Linked DNA regions of Mus musculus: region 1 is linked to region 2. A link is a contact called in public promoter capture Hi-C data. All regions are on one chromosome and are shown on one strand. Each heading gives the region's core, a stretch centred on a gene start, on an enhancer-like site or on the middle of the called end of the contact. The rest is flanking DNA. Distances are from core to core; before and after follow the strand shown.

Region 1 (4,453 bases), core at 1,027-3,526, 3.6 Mb before region 2:
ACATGCAACAGTCTCCCAGTTCTGGGATACTTTGCTTGTCAACAGTTGACTTCTAACATGCAGTATTTGGACTCAAACTCCTAAAGTGCAAACAAGGCACCCACCGTGACCATCCCAATCTGTGTCTAGCTACGGACTAGGGTGGAGGATGGGGTGACACCAAAGAGGTGGCTTGGGATTAGAAAAGGGGTATTACCTGCAGAGACCTGAATCCTCCCTGAGAGCACATGGGGACAGGAAAGACGACAATTATCCCCAAGGTGATGGAGTGGGGTTAGGGGGAGTGAAGTGGGTAGGAAAAAGACCCTTCCACTTGGGGAGAACTTGGAGAACACAAAAAAATAAAACCACAGCTGGAATGTTTATCTCATTACAGTTCAAAGAGAACGGGAGAAGAGGAACAGGGTAATGCCAACCTCCTAGTATAGTAGTAAAGAGCTGGCAGCAGGGCCCACAGGACAGCCTCCAATTTCCAAAGGCTCAAAGACCCCAGTAACACCACTCTCACACTCTACGAACTTCACAGAGGGTCAGCCACCCTAAGTAACTAACAGCACGTAAGAACTCAGAGCAACTGTCAAGGAATGGAGGGGCAAGTATACAGTGTCCATAGTTCCCATACTAGCCCCAAACCAGCAGCTCATTTTCCCAGTTCCCACCCAAGCCTACTCAAGCCACAGTCCCTCACCTGGCGGGGCTGAGAAGGCGTGTTCATTTGTGTCGCTTGAGGCGTGCTAAACACCACCGGTGCAGTCTGCCCCGGGGGAAACGCTGGCTGAAGGGGAGAGACCAGAGTTCAGCAAGAGGGGAAGCCTGGGTGGGGCTTAAACCCAAGCTGGTGAAGTATGGGGAGCAGACCTGTAGTAACAGCCTCAGCAGTCCACATGTTCCCTCCCTGTGACAGCCCCAGGGACAGCCAGGGGCCCTATCTCAATTTGGCAGCAGGCAGCTGCACTTTGCCCTGACACAGATGGGGGTGGGAAAACTGGGAGCTGCGTGACCTCCACCCCGCCGGAGTCCTGATCATTTAGCCTTGATTACCTGTGGGAGTCCAGGGGACCTGGCGGGTGGGGGGCCTGTGGGCTGGGGAGCTTTGTTCATTTCATTTGGTGCCACATTAGGGTCCCCCCAGCACCTGTTGGAAAGAGCAGAGCTCGGAACGAGGAAAGGACCCAAGCTTATGGCAAACGGGCTGGGGGAAAGGTTGTATCAAGAGCTAGGGCCAACACGGATTAAGGGAGGTGCCAAGTGAATGCAGAAACAGAAAACATACAGCCTGAGGACCCCACCAGCACACTGCAACACCCTGACCCCACCCTTGCCTGCTCAAACAGCCCCCTCACTCACCCCCTCGGTTAAGAATAAGTCCACAGTGCGGCCTACAGGTTCTGGGCATCCGAAGGCCTGGGGTTGGGAGGTGAGGGGTATCAACCTGGCTCCACGGGGCCCAAGACCAACCAGACCGGAAATTCCAGGTCTTGCTGGCACCAGGCTCCCGGATCACAAATGAAGCCGGCTGCTCCGGCCGTGATATCCCCACCCCCCACCCGGGGACACCGGGTTCGAAGCCTGCCGCGGGGCACTCGCGCGGGGCCGGAGAGGCCTGAGGCCGCCCGGGAACACAAGCCAGGAAGGGCGCGAGTCCGGCCGCACCAGCAGGGCGGGCGGCGACCGCCGCGAAAGCCGGCTCGGGGCAGGCGAGGGTCGGCCGCCGGGCGGGGCTGGGGGCTCCTCCCTGCCCGCCGCCGCCGCCTCCCAGCTCTGCGCAACGCGGCCAGTGCCAAAGAACAACGTGTCACTTCCCGGCGGCCGCCCGGGCCCCGCAGGGGGAGGGGGTGGCGGGTTTGCGCCGCACAGCCTGCGCCGGGCCGCGGCCCAGGCCGGGCGGAGGTGACTGTCTCGCCGCCACCCCAGCGCCCTCCCCGCCCGGGCCCTGCTCCCCACCCCCACCCGGGCCCGGCCCGGCACACGTGGGCCGGGGATCGGCCTGGCGAGTAGGGCCTGGGCGCAGGCTCGGAGCCGGGGCGCCGGGGCGTCGGCGCAGGGTGGCGGGCCCCGGCCCGGATGGCGGCGGATGCGGGGGGAGGGGTGGGGGGCCGGGTCGGGCCCGGACATGGCGGCTTTACCTTCAGTCTCCTTCAGTCCGCGCGGCCGAGCCCCACGCAGCCGCACAGACGTAGTCCACAACCATTTCCGGCTCCCCGCACAGATCCCGCTCGGCGGCCACCGCTTCTCCGCAGGCGCAGCCAGCGCCCCACGTGACCGGCGCAGAGGGCGGAGCTGCGCTGGCGCCGGGGAAGCACATGGGATTTGCTCCGCCCCATCACGTGACACCCACTGCCCGCCCCCGTGTCCCCTCCCGAACTTTGGAACTCCCAGGCCGACCCCCTCTGAGGCTCTGGCGGTTCTTTAGTTCATTCATACTTTGCGCAAGCATTTATTGAGCGCGTGAGTGCTAAGTGAAGTGCCGGCCTGGAGCTCAGAGTGCGGAATCTAAAAAGCAGTCCTGCCCTAGTAAGTGTAGTGTGCAAATTATGCAGCCTCTGAAAATGCTATAGATTTGATCTTTGATAGACCTATTAACAAAGGAAATTCAATATTGCACCAAAGAAACTGCCGCAATCTAAAGAAGCAATTTTACTTTTGTTTTTTTAAAAAAATCAGTTGCTCCTAGGGAAACGCAAAAGTCAACATGAAAACTTTGGAATAATGGAAAAAGGAATCCCAAAGCTGTACGTGTGCTGACTGGCTAAGGCAGGGAATCAGTTACCATAAGCTTTAAAGTAGGGAAATGTCACCAGGCAGTGGCGAGCCACGCCTTTAATCTCAGCATTCCAGAAAGATAGGCAGGTAGATCTCTGAGTTCAAGGCCAGCCTGATCTACAAAGCAAGCTCCAGGACGGCCAGAGTTACAGAGAGACCACATCTTGAAGATTTCTGAGATGGTTCAATGGTTGGCGCACTGGTTGCTCTTTATTGCCTGCTCTTCAAGAGGATCTGGGTTTACTTCCCATAACCCATAAGGCAGTTCATGTCTGTGTGTAACTCTGATTCGTTAGAATTCTGCCCTCTTTTGCCCTCTAAAGGCACCACATATGCATGTAGTGCACAGACATATGAAAACAAAACATTCATACACGTAAATATTTAAATTTTAAAAATAGGAAAATTTGAACTGGGTGGTGGTAGTCCACACCTTTAATCCTAGTACTCCAGGGGCATAGGCAGGAGAATCTCTGTGAATTAAGGGCTAGACTAGTGTAGAGAGCTAATTCAGGACAGCTAGGGTTACACAGAGAAACCCTGTCTCGAAAAACAAAAAAAATAGCCAGGCTGTGGTGGTGCACGCCTTTAATCCCATCACTTGGGAGGTAGAGGCAGGTGGATTTCTGAGTTTGAGGCTAGCCTGGTCTACAGAGTGAGTTCCAGGAGAGCCAGGGCTACAGAAAAACCCTGTCTGGAAAAACCAAAAAAAAAAAAAAAGAGTTGTACTCTATTGAACTGAGCATTTGAGCATTTAGTTAGGTAGCAGAGCCTTTCCCACTGGCCTTTCTCCCTCTCACATGCTACCTCCTAGCATGCATTATATCACAGAATTGGTGACCTAAGTGAGGGGGGCAATAATGTAAACTTCATCACTGTGCTACCAAGAAAGCAAGGCTACAGGGTGGGCAAATGCGGGCACAAGGATCCTCTAGATGGCCTGAGTCCTCAGTGGTCATGTGCTTTCCCAGCATTTGGGAGACCTTGGGTTCAATATGCAGTAACAGAAAACAACCAGTCCAAAAAAAAAAAAAAAATCACCATAATCAGTAGCTGGAGAGACAGCTCAGGTAAAAATTGAGCATGTGCCAGGTAGTGGTGGCACATGCCTTTAATCCCAGCACTTGGGAGACAGAGGCAGGCGGATTTCTGAGTTCTGCAGAGTGAGTTCCAGGACAGCCAGGGCTACACAGAGAAACCCTGTCTCGAAAAACCAAAAAAAAAAAAAAAAAAAAAAAAAAATTCAAGCATGTGATGGTACACATCTTTAGTTCCAGCACTTGGGAAGCAGAGGCAGACTCTTAAGAGTTCAAAGAAAGCCTGGTCTACAAACACAAATTGAGAGTTCCAGGACAGCCAGGGTTATACAGAGAAACCCTGTCTCGAAAAACCAAAAAAAAAAAAAAACCACTAAATCTGAATCTGCTCCCCAAGACCCACATTAAAAGCTGGCCAGGGGGGCTGGAGAGATGGCTCAGGGGTTAAGAGCACTGACTGCTCTTCCAGAGGTCCTGAGTTCAATTCCCAGCAACCACATGGTGCTTATAACCATCCGTAATGTGATCTGATGCCCTCTTCTGGTGTGTCTATCAACAACTACAGTACACTTATAAGTAAAATAAATCTTTAAAAACAAAACAAATAAATGCTGACCAGGACTTGTAATTCCAGCACCAAGAAAGTTGAGAGA
Region 2 (4,474 bases), core at 1,800-4,299:
CCCATCTACTTTCTGTCCTTATAAATTGCTTATTCTGGCCTCAAAATATGGCCTTTTGTGTCTGTTTGATTTCATTTAGGGTAATTTTTCAAAGTCCATGCATCCTGCAGTTAGTCCTTTACTCCTTTTAATGGTTACCTGATATTCCTGCATCACTGTCTTTTCTGTGAGTGTGGTATGTTTGCACACATGTGTGTGCAGGACACAGAGCTGGGAGTCGGTGTCTTTCTCTAGCTTCACCTTTTTCTTTCTTTTTTTTTTTTTTAAACTTGGTTTTTCAAGACAGGGTTTCTCTGTGTAGCCCTGGCTGTCCTGGAACTCACTCTGTAGACCAGGCTGGTTTCAAACTCAGAAATCCACCTGCCTCTGCCTCTCAAGTGCTGGGGTTAAAGGCGTGCGCCACCACTGCCTGGCCACTTTTCACTCTTAACAGGCATCAGGACAAGCCTCTTTGCTTTGCACTGTGTTCCTCTGTCACTCACAGGCACTAAGATCTGTTTCCAGCCTTTTACTATTGTAAGCAGTGCTATAATGTAAACCCTGAACAGGTTCCATGGGAGAGGTTTCTAGAAGTCATGTCTTGGGAGACAGCCTGCAGCCTATGACTGTGTGTCTGACAGCCCTGTGAGCAAGTATGGTACATCATGAGCATGTGTTGGCCATCTCTCATGCAGGACGCCAGCCTGTAGCCGACCCTCCAACACGGATGAGACGCCATCTCCTGTTGTGAAAACCTCCATCTTCACTCCGCCTGTACTGCTCAAGTTCCAACCTGTGCCCAGACCCAATGATGATTCAGAGAATGACTCTGGCAGCGCAGAGTCCACTCCTGCCAAGGAGAGCCAGTAATCTCTTCCCAACAGACCATGCCCCAGGACTGAATAAAGTTCATCCTGGTGTTGAGCTTGTTGTATGTCCTCTCTGCTTTCGCCTGGACTACGGAGAGAGTTTAAGGATAGCCTGGACTCTATAGAAAAACCCTATTTCAAACCTCACCCCTCAAGTATGGGCAGTGTGTGTTTGGATCACACGTGCAATGGCCCCTCACGTGCACTGTAACAAGCAATTCTGTTGTGCTTGAGAGAGTGGGGTGGGAAATCCCGTTCTTCCCTTTAGTGGTTCAGACCCCTTAGGGCTTCACTTTCCTTGAGTTGCAAGTGCACTATATTGTTCCTGCATGTAATCTCCAAACACAGGCCTAGTTTGATAGGTGTTTCTACCCAGAGGAGAAATGAGTGGGTCAGTCAGTTTACAGCTTGTTACTTGCCCGAGTTTCAAAACTGTGATTCTCATTGTCACCTCATATGCTGGCCTTAGAATCTTTCTCCATGTAAGATGTCAATCATTACTGGACATTAGTGGATATACATATTGAGTCATGGTTGATCATACCTCACTTGGGACTATAGATAATAAAAATCAGAACATAAGCAAAATTACTATATAATTATAAATTATGATAAACTATGAGAGAGGTGAGTGGGGTGGCCAAGAAAGTGTTTTTTTGTTTTGTTTTGTTTTGGTCTCACTGTATATTCTTGGTTGACCTGTAACTCAATATGTAGACTAGGAGGACTTGAACTTACAGAACTTACCAGCCTCTGCCTCCCAAGTACTGGTAGTTTTGTTTAGTTTTGATTTGCTTTTGAGACATGGTTTCTCTACTCACTGTAGACCAGGCTGGCCTCAGACTCATAGAGATCTGCTTGCTTCTGCCTCCCAAGTGTACACCACCATACTGGGCTAAAAGATCTTTTGAGGTAAGATTTATTTGGAAGGCAGAAGTTATGAAGTAAGAAGCTGACAGGATGACTGCCTTTGGCTAACTGGGTGGATGGTGGTCCTTGTTAATCCTGCCAAATGAGAATCAGACCAGTGACCCAGATTTTTTGGTTGCATTTTCAGTTAGACAGGGTTATCTCCCTAAAGTAGGATTTGAGAGCATAGTCTCAAAGGAGAATTTTTTTTTTTAATATCCCCCAAACTGCAAGGCTAGGGGGTTTCTAATGTTTTATGTTTATGTAGGAATTTGACAAGACATCTTAAAATTATTTGGTTGAAGATCTTATCAGGAGGTTAGGGTTAGGGTATGGAACATACCATTTAGCATCAAAGTGGAGATTTGGAACAAGGAAATTAAGAATTCTTTGATCAGCCAGGCGGTGGTGGCACACACCTTTAATCCCAGCACTTGGGAGGCAGAGGCAGTGGATTTCTGAGTTCCAGGCCAGCCTGATCTATAGAGTGAGCACCAGGACAGCCAGGGCTACACAGAGAAACCCTGTCTCAAAAAACAAAAACAAACAAAAACCCAGCTTAGGGTGGAGAGATGCCTTAACAAATAAGAGCTGTGCAAGTCTGGCAAAGAGAACCAACTCCTCACTTGTCCTCTGAGCTCTACACTTGTGGCATGGCCACTATTTAACCACACACACAATTTTAAAAAGGAAACTTGGGGCCGGGCATGGTGGCACACTCCTCTAGTCCCAGCACTCGGGAGGCAGAGGCAGGCGGATTTCTGAGTTCGAGGCCAGCCTGGTCTACAGAGTGAGTTCCAGGACAGCCAGGGCTACACAGAGAAACCCTGTTTCGAAATACCAAAAAAAAAAAAAAAAAAGGAGACTTGGGACCCATTCTCCCGGCACATGAGACCCAGACCAAAGATCTGGCCACAGAAGGAGCAGAGAGGGCTTGGTCATCTGCCAGCTGATGGGCCTGAAGGGCGTGGGGACCGAACGAGAGAAGAGTTGAGTATACACATGGACATGGCTTTAGAGAAGGTGAAAAAGGTTGAAGATCTTTAGATACAAAGGAGGTGAGTCTGAGTGAGTCTGCCTAGCATAGCATGGACTGAACAAGTAGCCAGACAGTGCATAGAAAAGTTTTTGAGGGCTTGGGGGAGGCAACGCAGTATGGTGGGAGACAGGAAAAGTGGATTCTACTCAAAGTTAGCAAGCTTCAGCCTAGCACGGTGCCTGCACCCAGCACCTGGACACCTGGAAACCACAATTCCCAGAATGCTTTCTTCCAACTTCCGGGATCCAGTGCGTCGATCTCCGGAAGTAGTTGAGAAAGCGGAGGCGCCATAGTCAGTGTCTGCTGTGGTCTCTTCGGTTTGTTGCCACCATGGGGAAGCGACAGCACCAGAAGGACAAGATGTAAGTTGGGTCGCGTCTCTCGTCTCAGCTCGTCGCCGTGCTGAAGGCTATCATCTGAAAGCCTCAGCTCTCACAGGCGCGGTCTCGTCCCTCAGTGCAGCCTACGCGGGCCAGGGCGTTCTACCGCCGGACTAACTAACTTCCGGGATTTCCCTACCCCTAGCCTTTCTGCGAACGAGTTTTGCCCCTGAGTTGGTTGTCCGCTTCGTCCTGGCTCTAGTCTGAGAGCCTACACACAGGCGACAGCCTTCAAGTTGAAGATAGGCGGGTCGTGCTCCATGTTCCCCTCCCATTTGCTGCTGCTGTACTTTCTGTTTTCTGTTGTCTCTTCAGATGCTCCCCGCCCCTAGCTGCTTGCAAGGATATCTTTGACTTCTGTATTGCCAGATCTAGTATCCAGCTTTTCAGTCCTTGGGCTTCTTCCCTTTCCAAAAGTAGCCTTTAGTGAGATCTTACATGCGCTTAGTAGTTTTTTTTGTTTGTTTTTGTTTTTGTTTTTGTTTTTCAAGATAGGGTTTCTCTGTGTAGCCCTGGCTGTCCTGGAACTCACTTTGTAGATCAGGCTGGCCTCGAACTCAGAAATCCCCTTGCCTCTGCCTCCCGAGTGCTAGGATTAAAGGCTTGGCGCTTAGTAATTTAATCTGCGAATGATCTCTATTTCATTCCTCTTTGCTGGGCTTCCCCTCCCCTTGTCCCAGACCTCGGGGGTGTTTCCTTCATCCCTGTGGTGGATCTGTTCAAAGAGTCTCTTGCACTAAGTCAGCAGCTTTCACTCAGTTCTCCACTTGGAAAACTTACAGCTTTTTCAAAACTAGTATGCTAAAAGGGAACTTGATAATTTTCACACCTAAGCCTGCCGTTTCTTATCCTAGCTCAGTGGTTACATAGTGGGTCCCTGATTTACTATATATAGACTGAAGACAATTCTCATCCTAACAGAAGAACAACCGCACAGAGCAACTGGAGCTATGTTAGATCATGTCTGGGTCCTGCTCAAAATCACCCACCAGCTTCCCATCACACTTAGGCAAATAGAGAGTACTCTCCTTGATCTTTGACTCATTTTTGACTCGGCCGCTGTCCTTGCTTCTGTGTCTTTTTCTGCTGCTACGTACCTCATCACACTCTTCCTCTGCTGTCTCCTTTCTGGAACAGATTCAGCTTGTCCTGTTCCAGCCTCAGTAAGTGTTATTCCTGTAAAGGGCTTCCCCAGAGCTTTGTGTGCCTAGCTCTTCCTGTCAGATAGTCTATAAGTCCAGTTCATTTCCTTCTGGACAAGGTGCTGTTGATGTTTCTTTATCTCTCCATCTTTTGTC

Evidence for each region. Promoter capture Hi-C pulls out the DNA fragments that hold promoters and counts their contacts.
Region 1: a contact with region 2 is called in a promoter capture Hi-C map of cranial neural crest. The contact joins the promoter of Eif4g1 here to the promoter of Ppil2 in region 2.

The regions. Positions count from the first base shown.
Region 1 is chr16:20,670,550-20,675,002 of GRCm38.p6, reverse strand. It overlaps Eif4g1 (eukaryotic translation initiation factor 4, gamma 1), which reads right to left and starts at 2,276. Exons shown (of 33, transcript NM_145941.3): 1 at 2,127-2,276; 2 at 1,042-1,135; 3 at 689-775; 4 at 197-217. The coding sequence starts at 1,101.
Region 2 is chr16:17,109,827-17,114,300 of GRCm38.p6, reverse strand. It overlaps Ppil2 (peptidylprolyl isomerase (cyclophilin)-like 2), which reads left to right and starts at 3,049. Exons shown (of 21, transcript NM_001252444.1): 1 at 3,049-3,158. The coding sequence starts at 3,127. It overlaps 2610318N02Rik (RIKEN cDNA 2610318N02 gene), which reads left to right. Exons shown (of 7, transcript NM_001358255.1): 7 at 675-903. The coding sequence ends at 849.